Regions from separate parts of the Zea mays genome. Here region 2 is linked to region 1. The links are chromatin contacts, called in public Hi-C maps. All regions are on one chromosome and are shown on one strand. The core of a region is the stretch at or near the end of the contact, and the rest is flanking DNA. Distances in the headings are between cores, read along the strand shown. Region 1 has its middle 100 kb from the start of LOC100191521. Region 2 holds the start of LOC100303795 (anther-specific protein SF18).

Region 1 (6,339 bases), core at 2,079-4,578:
ATGCTCGGATTGGCAAAGAGGATCAACGCTAGGTTCCTTCTGACCAGTACTGGTGAGGTCTATGGTGATCCACTCCAGCACCCGTGGGTGGAGACTTACTGGGACAATATCAATCCCATCGATAGTAACTTGTCTCGTTTATACTCTATTTGTATCTCTTGAAAAAATAATTTTTTGCAGTGGAAATTGATTATTTGGTTTCCTTTGATCTAGCATGATGAGGTTAACTAATTGTTAGTTGTGTCATTCGTATGGCAAAAAAATAGCTGAATCCTTCTTTTAGCAGGGAACAATCACCCCTAAATAAATGATCTTTCATGCTCATCCTTTCTTTGTCATGCTTTTGTATGACCTTTGAGCCAGCATAGACCACGGTGGGATATCTAGATTTGTTGCATATTTGATATGGAGCTTTCTGGAATTTCCTTTCATCACTTAATACTATTAGTTTTTTTCCTTGTCCCATACTATACTTTGATTTCTGTGACCTATGGAAACATTTAGAATTTTGGCAGCATTTGTTGTTTTCTCTTTTCTGTAGTGTGATCTTTTAAAAACCATGATATGAACTCCTACTTTTTTTCATCATGATAAGTAAAGGCTATTTGGATTGATGTTTACATTAAAATCGCGGTGTTCATATAAACTCTAAGGCTATTCGAATTGATGATTACACTAAAATTAGTTTTCATCTAAGCACTAGGGCTATTCAGATTGATTGCTATATTAAAATCAGCGTTCACCTAAACAATAAGTGCCAAAGAGTCAGTCACCTATTTAGCCATTTACTTGGGTTACAAATGTCCATCTAAACTGGTTAAACACCTGTTTAAACTGGGTAAACAGATAATCATATGGACGTGGCCGGCTGGCCATCTTACAGTGTTTTGACAATGCTTAAACATGCTAAATAGCCATTTAAGTTACAACTATTATAAGGCGTCGTTGGCTTATTCGTTGTAAAATAAATTCTTTAGTTATTGTTGCACTACCGGAATTTGGTTCTTTGCCGAGTGGCAAGTTCTTTGCCGAGTGTTTTTTTCGGCACTCGGCAAAGAAGCTCTTTGCCGAGTGCCACGCAAAAAACACTCGATAAAAGAAAACACTCGGCGAAGAAGCTCTTTACCGAGTGTTTTATTTTTGACACTCGGCAAAGACTTTTTTTGCCGAGTGCTTTTTTCCAACACTAGGCAAAGACAATTTAAAAATCACATTTTAAAACAGTAAATTAATTCAAATGAAAAAGTTTTCAACTACAAATATGTATAACTCATCATGATGTACAATTTATATATTGAACATTTCTTCATATGACAAAATAAATTTGTTAATAAAACCTATATCTCTCTCGTAGTTTATGAAACTACGAGAGAGATGTATAGAAATTGTACATATTGTTAGAACCATCATGTGAGATAAACAAATAACCAAACAACCAAAATAAACTTTGTAGATCTTGAGAAGCTATAGAAGTTTATAGTTGATAACTTTTTCATTTGAAGTCATATTGTCAACGAAAACTACGTCTAAATTTAAAAAATTTAAAATTTGAATTTTGAAAACGACCTCGAAAGAAAAAAAACCACTAACATGAAAGTTGTAGATATTGAAGAGTTATGAAACTTTGTAGTTGATAATGTTTTGGTTTGAAATCATCTTGTTATGCAAAACTATATTTGAATTTTAAAATTTGAATTTTTCAAACTATCTCGGATGAAAAAACCACCAAAATAGAAGTTGTAGGTCTTAAAAAGTAATGAAACTTTGTAATTGACAACTTTTTTATTTGAAATCATCTTATCATTGAAAAATTCGTGTGAAGTTTTCAAATTTAAATTCAAATTTTGTAAACAGTCTCGGATGTAGAAACTATTAAAATAAAACTTGTAGATCTCAAAAAGTTATGCAACTTTATAGTTAGACACATTTTCAAATGAACTCATTTAGTGCTTTAAATAATCAAATTACTCTCGGTTTGTTATAATATATGAGGAATGAAAACGTAATATAGATATAATTGGTGTAGTAGTGTAGTAAAATGATAGGGCAATGGGCAAAGTATAGGTAGGGTTGGAGAGTTATTCCTATAATTTAAAAAAATGTTTTGCTGTTTTTTTTATTTTTTCGATTCTTAATTTGCCGAGTGTTTTTCTTTGCCGAGTGTTTTTCGACACTCGGCAAAGTGTCCGAAAAAAAGTACTCGTCAAAGGGTTTTTTGCCGATAAAATATTTGTCAAGTGTTCTTTGACGAGTGTTACACTCGGCAGTCTTTGTCGAGTGTCTTGTTTTGAGAAATTAGACACTCGGCAAAGAACGTGATTCCGGTAGTGTTGACTGATTCACATCTGAACACTGGTTATAGTTCATGTCAAGTTATTATTGAACATGAGTAATAATGAACAATTGATTGTGATCTTGTTTCTTTCCAAAGAAAAAAGTTTCTTGTATGTGCTTCTGCATTATATAACATAATACTGGTCTATATTTTATTATTGTATTGAGTGCTACCATTATATAGCTACATGCTTCCTTACTCTTTGTGGAGTATTCAAGAGTAACCTGAGAATGTTTGCATTTGTGACTTTTTCACAGACTTGCAATGCTTTTGTCTTTGTGGTTTTGGTGGAGCTGAAACCGCATATTTGCTCATGGATGCTTGGGTTCTTTTTCCTTTCTTTGACTTTGTCCCAGAGCTTGCCCTCTTTCTCCCGGAACAAGGTTCAGCTTCAGCTTCAGCTTCAGCTTCATCTGCAACTTCTATTTCTGCAGATTCATCACCCTCATCCATCTTTGGTTCTGTGCTTGGACGTAAATTCATCCTCCATTAAATGTGTACACGTTTAATGTCTCCCTCAGTACATACATAAATAGTATACGCGCTTGCTCTCGCAATCACTCATTCACCCACTCAGGCCGGAATTAAACGCGCGCTTGCTTCTTACTGTCGCTTGGCTTGGCCTGGCCTGCTTCGCGTCCGGCACCTGCGCCTTTTCGCGTTCCTGCACCAACTGAGTGCTGCTGCGTGATCCTTCCCGTTCAGATCAGATCGTCGTGTTGCATTTACGTTGACTCGTGCTTTCTGAGTCATCATCGTGTGGAGCGCGCGGTAGGCAAAGTGGTGCTGGACAGCACGCAAGCACATGCGTGTGCAGCCGCGTCGAGCACACCCTCGTCGTGATTATCCTATCGAACAGTCGGTAGTAAGACTGTTGTCAACCGGGATCGGAACACAGAAAGCGCCTTCGGACCGGCGTGGTGGCACAAGGCTCTAGTGAGAGCCCGCGACCGCGAACGAGAGCTAGCATCTTTCCCACCGGCCTCCGATCCCACATGTGTTCCACGCCATGACCCAGGCGCCCCAAGAAACAGCCGCGTGAGACCGCGTTCGATCGCATGTCATGTGCAAAAAGCCATGTGGCCATGCCAGTATCTCGTTGTCGTCCGTGGGTTGGGTTTACAGCCACAGATTCGCTGACGCTACGGGTTTCTCGAAGTGAAGACTCAACCCACGTGCGCATGTCGCATTGCACCATTTGGACTCGTGTTGATCTGCACAAGACACCTTCCTCGTGGTCTGTCAAGGGTCAACTTGTCCCCGTCGGTTCACTGACACTGTGTTCACACAAGCCAAAGTCCGCTGATCTTCATAAACAAAAAGAGGGTATCCAAATAAAGTAAGCTTGCCGATGGTTAGAGTGCACGGCTCTATAGATTTTTGTGCAACATGGATGGAGGTTTACAAATCGAATTGCTTCGTAGTTTTGTCTATGGGTTGTGTATCTTTTTCTGGATATCAAACCGTGGTCTTTTATGGTATGTTACGAGAGGTTTGTCCCTTCATATGTGGCTCCATGTAAAAAACTTTCTGTGTGTTGTCTATTCCTCCAAGTGAGGTGAAGCTGGACTGGTATTCATTATCTAAAAAAAGTCAAAGCCCGCTGATACAACTAAGTTAGCGAAAAGAACTGGGTACCATCTAGTTTTTCTATCAAGTACGAACTCAACCTATTAAAAGCCAACCAGGCTAGCCCTGTGATATGGATCTCAAAACATTTGTTTCTAGTATCTTTGAACCTTCTGAGGTAATCGTTAACCGATTCATCGTCCCTTTGTTGGACCGATGCCAAATCAACAAATCTAACTCGTAATCTCCAAAGGAAAAGTATTCATAAAAGTTTTGCTCTAAATCATCTCAGGAACTAATCGAGTTAGGAGGCAAGGCAACATACCCAGTGAATGCAGTGTCACTAAGGGACAACGAGAAAAAGCGGACACAAAAAGCTTCCTATCGGCCAATTTCCTCCAATTGTGCTAGGAATTGGCCCACGTGTTCGTGAGTGACTCTACTGCACTCGCTCGATAATTTGGAGAAATCTGGCACATTGGTCCCCACAGGGTACAATACTGTGTCCATCAGGGGTCGTATGGCCTCTGATAGGACTGTCCTCGGCAGTATGCACTAACACCTAATTTATCCCGAAATAGTTTGGTTATTTCCTCTCGAACTTTATCCATAGTGGCTGATGGTAACCCATTGGTCCTCGAGACATGGGGCTCAAGTGGTCAGTATCTTTATGACGGCCTTCTGCCCCAGTATGGTCAAAGGTGGTCGCCGATATGGGCCCCTGAGGCATACTGGTATAACATCCCACTATCGTGTAGTATGGGGTGAACCTCTCTGGCTCCCTATGGGTAGAAAAAAACATTCAACCTTTTGTATAGATGGTGGCATATTGTGGCTTTGATGTGCCGTAGGTGGGAGATATAGTGTTGTTGCGGTGGATAGAAAAATTGTGTGTTTTGTGCATCACCTTTTCCTATGTAGACATACCCGAACAATCTGTCATGGGTGGCAGGACGGTCTAGTGTGATGCTAGATTGTCCGGTGTAAGACGTCGGATGATATGAGATTATATCCGAGCTGTCCGATAGTGTTTGGCACTACTTGTGCACCATGTGATGGGCCTAGCGCTGCACTAGACAGTCTGGCATATGGAGCTAGACAGTATGTGGGAGGGTCGAATGGTCCGAGATTGTACTCAGACTGTCCGAGCGTACTCAGTGTCGACCTATCGTACAATGTAGACAGTGGTAGCGGTTGTCCTAGATATAAGTTCGTCGACATACATATGGATAGGCCTAAGAAAACCCATTTGTTGTCAATGTGTTCGACGCAAACGTTTTAGTGCCCAATTTATACGATGGAAAATTAGGTGTATGAACTTTTTATAGTGTACGCACTATCTTATCCATAGACTCCACTACGAGTTTAATCCGATCATCAAAAAGATTTATAATAGATTGAAAATCATGGGATGACACAATGTTACTTATAGTGGGTGGCTGCAGCGAGGCCATTAGGGAAACGGCTCCACTTCCCTCTCCTGAATGACCTTTGTTGTGGCGATCTACAGTGAAGTGCGACAGGTACCATCTCTCTATCTCCTTGTTTCGCTTCTTCATATAGTCTTCAATTTTTTATTGGTTGTCGACCGACAAACTCTCAAAAGTCGGTCTAAGGATGTTGTTCGGGGAAACATCAGCGCAATCTTTGGGATTTGCCATTAGGGATGAAAACGGATACTTATTTGAATACCAGTTTTTTGGTCTTTTTCTTTGATTGTGAATAAATAGGATATAGAATCGACTATGCAAATTCATATTCTTGTTTTTAGCATTGAGCTTGTAAAGGTTCATAAAAGGTAAGCCTCAAATTTATCATATATCTTCTCAAATGATAGATATAAATTTTGGATACAATTCGGATATGGATACATATATTTTTTCACCTTCTTTGTTGTAGGAAGCAAATAATGTAAAAAATATGCAAAAAAGTATCCTTATTTATAATAATGTGCTTGATAACATAAGAAAAGTATAACATCAAATTTCATACGTATCTATTTTAAAATACTAAATTTGTTCTAAATATTAGGATACCCATTTTCATCCCTATCGAGCATCGTGGTCGATCTAATAGAACTAATCTAATAGACCTTATCTGATAGATCTGATCTTCCATCCCAAGCAGAGTCACCAAAAAGTGTGTTGATGCCGTTTTAGGCCAAACACCAATGATCCCTAGATCCTGCTCATGGGAAGTCATGACCTTGGGTACCTCTCTACGAGATGCCGAACAGTTCACGATTGGTCACCGGACCATCTGGTGTAGGTCACTATGGACCAAATAACTAAGATCTTCTCTAAGGCCGTGTGGACTATCCGCATGTAGGCAGTAGACTGTCCATGATGGCACAGAGAGCTTCATATAGAATCTAGATCTCGCCTCCTAGGAGGGACCTCATCGAGAGGAGAGAACGTAGGGTTGCTTTCGGATCG
Region 2 (6,138 bases), core at 2,584-5,083, 130 kb after region 1:
GGAGGCCACTGTCGATACCCTAAAATAAGGGTACCCCTTACTACAGTATGAAGGCGCGGTGCCCACGCGGCTATCTCTAGTCACGTGGCAAACAGCACCCGACCCCCACCACGTGGACGGCTCCAAGGCCGCCACGTGGCCAGAGAAGACGATATACTCCAAGGCATCAACAGTGGGTCTGGACCCCATGGGAAAGTGTCGGACCCCCTGTATATGCGGACCGGACCTTCGGGTAAGGTCCAAGACCCCCACGGGCGTGAACCGGACCCCTGGGACGGGTCCCGGACCCCTCTGTGTGGGGTCCGAGCCACTCACATCGAGGTCCCGGAATTCTGGGACAAAGAATACCTAGGCCTTAATCAAGACCAGGCAGGGGTCTGGAGCCGGCGCGTGTCCGGACCATACCGTGTACGCCTCTACTCCCCGCTCAGGCGGAGCCCCGATGCTGCCACGTGGCCTACTGCCCGTGACGTAAGCCAGCGGGCGGAGCCTGACGTAAGGCCTCTGGGCCGCGTGGCCTCTGCATTTATTGCGAATAAGGCGCGCCGCCTGTCCATTCCACTAGCAGGCGATGTGCCGCCTCAGCATTTAATGAGCCCTGTCCACTCCACTGGCAGGCGATGTGCCGCCTTAGCATTTAATGTGTCTTGTCCACTCCGCTGGCAGGCGGTGACCAGGCCATCCCGCAGGCAGCGTGCCTGTCCATTCCATTGGCAGGCAGTACGCCCGTGCTGCGGCGTACACTATACTCATCATCACTCGCGCGTTACCGAGGAAGCAGCGTAGGATATCAATACTATATGCACTACGAACATTATGGCGCTCGGAGATCACCCTGGCGTGACAGGTGTTAGTTACTTCCTTCCGTTTTGCCCCTGGGCCCACATATCGGGGCTCAGCATCCTTGTGCGTGCCCCCCTTGAGCTATAAAAGGGAGGCCACTCAACGTTACAAGACAAGTTCTCTCACACTTACTCAAGCTCACTTAGACTCTCAGACTCACAAGTTCATACAAGCTCTCAAGCTCAATACAACACATAGTGGAGTAGGGTATTACGCTCCGGCGGCCCGAACCACTCTAAACCCTTGTGTGTACTTATGTTCATCCCGAATCCACGTAACAGGCAAAACGATTAGGCTCCCTCCTCATCTTAGGATTTAGGGCGGGTGCGTTCCGCCACCCGGCTGGAGAATTTCCTCTCTGACACTGCCATTGTATTGATCAGGTCGGAATTTTAGGACAGATCGGGTCGGGTCGGTTGGGTTGAATGACTCGTACTCAGGTTTACTCGCTCAAGCGTAGGTGTTGCCTCTCCCTCTCGCTCAGGGCTCACGACTTTGCCTGCTGTCGTGAACAATGACACTCGTTTCATGGCTCGCCCTCCACAAATCTCCTAAACCATGTTGCTATATAAATATAGGTGTACATTCGAGCCGTCCGGCCTGGCCCAAGCCCGAAAGGCCCGGCTCGTTTGAATTTCGGGTCGTGCCGGGCCGACCCACGGGCCTAGCCCTCGGCCCACGGCCTGGCCCATAATTGCTTAAATGTGCTGGGCTCATTTTTGGCGGCATGAAATTATAGAAAGCCCGAAATTCAATTTTTGACCGGAATTCACATTTGGGCTCGAAATTCACATTAGAGCCCTAAATTCAAAACAAATTTAATAAAACAAATAAAAGATAAGACAAATAAATTTGACCAATAGCAAACTTAATATTTGTATTAAGTTATCAGAATTATGGAATGACTACCTCGTTAAAAAATCATTTTGTTAGACGGAAAAAGAGTATAATCAGCTCTATACAGAGTTCGTAAGTTCAGTTCATTATCTAATGTTCATAAAAAAAGTAAAATTGCATCACATACTCTAATTCAAAGCTAAAAAAACTTGTAACTAGCATTATCTCTAGCTTTGTGTTCTTTATCAAATACATGAAAGTGTGGAATGAAGTGTATTTTTAATTAATACTAGTCGGTTGCCCGTGCGTTGCGACGGTTTATAACAATACCATGTAAACTATCCACCAAAAGATTTTAAGAATTTTTATTGATTCCGTATAATATTTTTTTTGATTTGGCTAACTGATGTTATTATTTACTCCATTCAATACGTCTTGGTACAACACAACCAATGAAGTGAGTGATTAGAAGAGAGTTCACAACGACTGACTGAACGAACATATATTATAAAATGACATAATTCCACCATACAGAGACCAAATAAGAGAAAGTTTGTGAGCTCAAGTTTCTAAAATAAGTCACATGAACTCAAACTTATAAAAAAATAGATCAAAATATAGAGTGATTGCTAAAGTCAGGCATTAATAAAAACTGGATGCGTTTCATATAAATTATGCTACTTCGTAGCAATTACCAACGTTTAAAACCAACAAATAACCTTTTATTTTACTGTTAGTGTGACAAATCATTGTTGCTCCATCCAATTTAGCAACCTCAAACACCATGGAGGCCATTGCGCCAATATGGTCTCAGAAACGACCTAATGCTTGCAAGAGCCAAGAACGTCGTGCCGTGTTTGGGCTGTAGCCTCGGCCTCTAGTGCTGGTCCAGCCCAACACGATTATACATTTTTTATTTTAAAAAACGCATATACATATATATAATTTATATTCAATATTAAAAATATCTTAGCATGATGTTCTACTAGTTAGACAGCTTTACCCAGTGTCTCCCGCCCTTCTTCCATCAGGGCATGGGTTCGAACCCCACCTCCTCCACTGTTTTTAACATTTTACGCTGATTTAATCAAATGGGCCGACGGGCTAACGGGTTGGCCCGACACAGTCAGCAAGCCGGTATGACGTGCCTAGGCCAGAGTTGTGGCCCGCGGGGCGTCTGGCCCGTGCCTGACCGCCGTTTGGCCATCTATAGGCGTGCAACAGATTAATTTAAAATAGCTATGATGATTTATTTGTAAAAAGATGATGTGGGACGATCGTTGAAACTGGTGCTTTAAGTATAGTATAGATATGAGCATTTTCATGCCTCTATGTGGGTCGTTTCGTGTCTGCCTTAAACGAGCCGTGCTTGTACCCACCCATGGGCCACGACCTCGGCCAAAACCCGGTCTGATATATATCGGACCGTGCCAATCCGACACTAAATGTTTGAGACAGTGTTGTATTTGGTCTGTGATTTTTTTCGTGCTTCGGACCAGCCCAACATACTTGGCCAAGTGTATATATATATATATATATATATATATATATATATATATATATATATATATATATATATATATATATATATATATATATATATATATATATATATATATATATATATATATATATATATATATATATATATATATATATATATATATATATATATATATATATATATATATATATATATATATGACGCCCACGCCGCGGGCCGTGGGCCTATGGTCTAGATCCGCACATGACTCAGCCCCTCTGTCCATGTTGCAAGCCCATCGGCACTATATTCTATGATAATTCATGTTTGTTACAATTATGTATTTTTAGCAGTGGTATCTTACAGCACACGTTGAAAACGCAAAGAACCGATCTTAATGCCAGTTATTATCATCTAAACCTTGCGGTTGTCCTTAATTTCCCCATTGTCGATCTGCTGGAAAGTGGCACCGTGCAAGGTATCCCAAAAAAAAAAAGCGGACGCAAAAAGTGCGGGGAAACATAATAAGCGAAAGCGAGCAAGTCCGTGACGGCGACTAAACTAATCGAGGCAGCCGACCATGCCAGATGCCACCTTCCACTTCCTTCCCTTCCCAATTAAGTACCCCATTCCATCAACACTCCACATGCTCTCACTCCCACTCCCGTCCCTACCACCCCGCTCCCCGCCATGGCAGCACTCCTCCTCCTCCCGCTCGTCCTCGCCGCCAGCCTAGGCTTGGGCAATGCCGACCCGGCTCCGGCCACCATCGTGCACAAGGACGGCACGACCTGCACCCTCTGCGCGTCCTGCGACAATCCCTGCAACCCGTCCTACTACTACCCGCCGCCGTCCCCTCCCCCGGCGCCGGTCACCACGCCCTGCCCGCCCACCACGCCGTCCTACCCTTCCCCCTCCGGCGGAGGCGGAGGCCCCGTCATCTACTCGTCCCCGCCACCTCCTGCTGCTTCCGGCGGCGGCGGCGGCCTTGGTGGCGGAGGCTTCTACTACCCGCCGCCTACCGGCGGAGGCGGCGGCAGTGGCGGTGGCGCGTCGCAGCAGGGCGGTGGTGTGTACCCGACGGCGCCGCCGCCGCCCAACCCGTTCCTGCCCTACTTCCCCTTCTACTTCTACAGCCCGCCGCCGCCGTTGCACTCCGGCGCGCGGGCCGTGACCGCCGCCTCGCTGCTGCCGGTGCTCCTCCTCACAAGCATGCTGCTGCTGCTGTGTCAGACGCCGTGAGGGGTCCAGATCTGCAGAGCGAGCCATCATTCAATGCGTGCTGCACCTGCATGCATGCATGCGCTGTTTCTAGTTTCTACAAGGCGGTGATCGATCCAGCTGGCGATTCAATTGTGGTTGGGGGTGGCCTGTGTATTCTACCGGTACTAAATTGTAATTGTTGTTTTTTTTTACGATTCGGTTCATTTCCTCGTCCTCTTTCTTCTTCTCTTTCGGATTCGTAGCACAGATTGTACAAGGAGGGGGGCAGCAGTTAGTAATAATCTATAGCATACCCATTTCATGTCACAGAATGAAGAAGTCTGTTCGCCTAGCTCTCTAGCTTTGTTTCTCACCTCTCTCTCTGTTCTACATGGGATACTGTGCCTATTTTAAATAATTGTTTTGATTATGAGGTTGGTAGATCTCTGCGGCCAAGAAATCATTATAAAAAAGTCTTTGGTGGATCGAAATGTCTGGTGCCAGTCCCACCCAGGCCAGCCCAGCTGGGAGAGGAAATGGGAGTGGAAGACACAATAATAATCTGCTTGGCTACTCACTTTGCCAGAGTCTCGCCTCGTCTCGTCTCGAGACGCGCGAGCGACCAAAGCAAGCATCCAAAGACACAAGTAACATTTGCGAGGGGTCCACGTTCCACCATCTCCGTCCCCGATCCGTGTGCTGTGCATATGCAAATGCAAGTGCAGCGGCGGCCATAGAAGCAAAATAATAGCAGCGCACTGTTGTTATCTAGAAGGTGTAGATCTAGATGAACACCACACGTCAACTTGGGCTGGCCATGCCCATGCACCAGCCTAGCTTGCACGATGTCCCTTCAGCTGTAGCACACGCAAAAAAAAAAAAACTTTGGTAGCACATTGGTTTTTAAAAGGCGCATACCCATGTAAGGAAAAGATATTCGAAAGCGCCTTTGCTAGTTTCGTGGCCGGGAGCTCGATGGGTTTCTTTGCGGTTTTCAAAGGTATTGAGAGAAGATGTGAAGCAAAGAAAAAGGGAAGGAGAAAAGGTGTTGCCAAAGTTCATGTTCTACGGAGCCACAAAGAGAAAGAGAGAGGACACGCTAGAGGCGTACGTGCGTGGCATAGCCGATTGGCATGGTGGAGCTTGCTATGTTATCTATTCTCTAGCGAAAAGCGCAGGATCCTGTCCGTACGTGAGGCTTTAATTGTGCTGGTATTCCCTGTTTCGTATTTGTAAGCCTCTTATTTTTCTTTTATATATACCTCAACGAGTCATGGGTAATTAAGAGCTTCCTCGCGTTTAGCTCCTGCTACTTGGAGACTTAATACTGAACCATAGAGTTCTTGACATTCTTTTTTTTAAGATAATGGGAATATGGTTTCCGGCTTTTTGTCCGAACGACCTAACCCTCATCATGTTTATTACTACTAAGTTCCTGTTTGTTTCGGATTATAATCTCTCCAGATTATATAATTCAGCGCAAATAATCCAATAAGTAAACAAACACTTAGATTATGAGTTCAGATTATATAATCTAAAGCCTAGATTATGATAATCTCATAATCTCTTCAAGAGTAGCTTATTCGAGATTATTTTGGCAAAAGACCCACTATCCATGGTTATGTAAATAAAAATTACAATATATGCCATCCTTTTTTCCTTACCTCAAATAAACAAACGAGGGTATTACTGCCTTTATGAATAATCTATATTTGTATAATCTAGACTACCAAACAACTACATGTAGATTATAATATATCTAGATTATAATC

Evidence for each region. Hi-C and Micro-C count contacts between places; a contact is called where the count stands out from the background.
Region 2: a contact with region 1 is called in a Hi-C map of endosperm, with 3 times the contacts expected there. The contact joins the promoter of LOC100303795 here to the enhancer-like site in region 1. A contact is called at or near these places in 2 of 25 Hi-C or Micro-C datasets (endosperm and leaf).

The regions. Positions count from the first base shown.
Region 1 is chr8:35,205,148-35,211,486 of Zm-B73-REFERENCE-NAM-5.0, forward strand. No RefSeq gene overlaps it. Among protein-coding and RNA genes, the nearest start is that of LOC100191521, 100 kb to the left of the region's middle. Within about 2 kb of position 3,329, at least 18 of the 20 cell types and tissues checked have an H3K27ac peak or open chromatin away from gene starts, as enhancers often do. A contact at or near this core is called in endosperm and leaf, where this site is marked.
Region 2 is chr8:35,335,292-35,341,429 of Zm-B73-REFERENCE-NAM-5.0, forward strand. LOC100303795 (anther-specific protein SF18) reads left to right here and starts at 3,834. Exons shown (of 1, transcript NM_001165429.1): 1 at 3,834-4,600. The coding sequence starts at 3,854. The coding sequence ends at 4,405.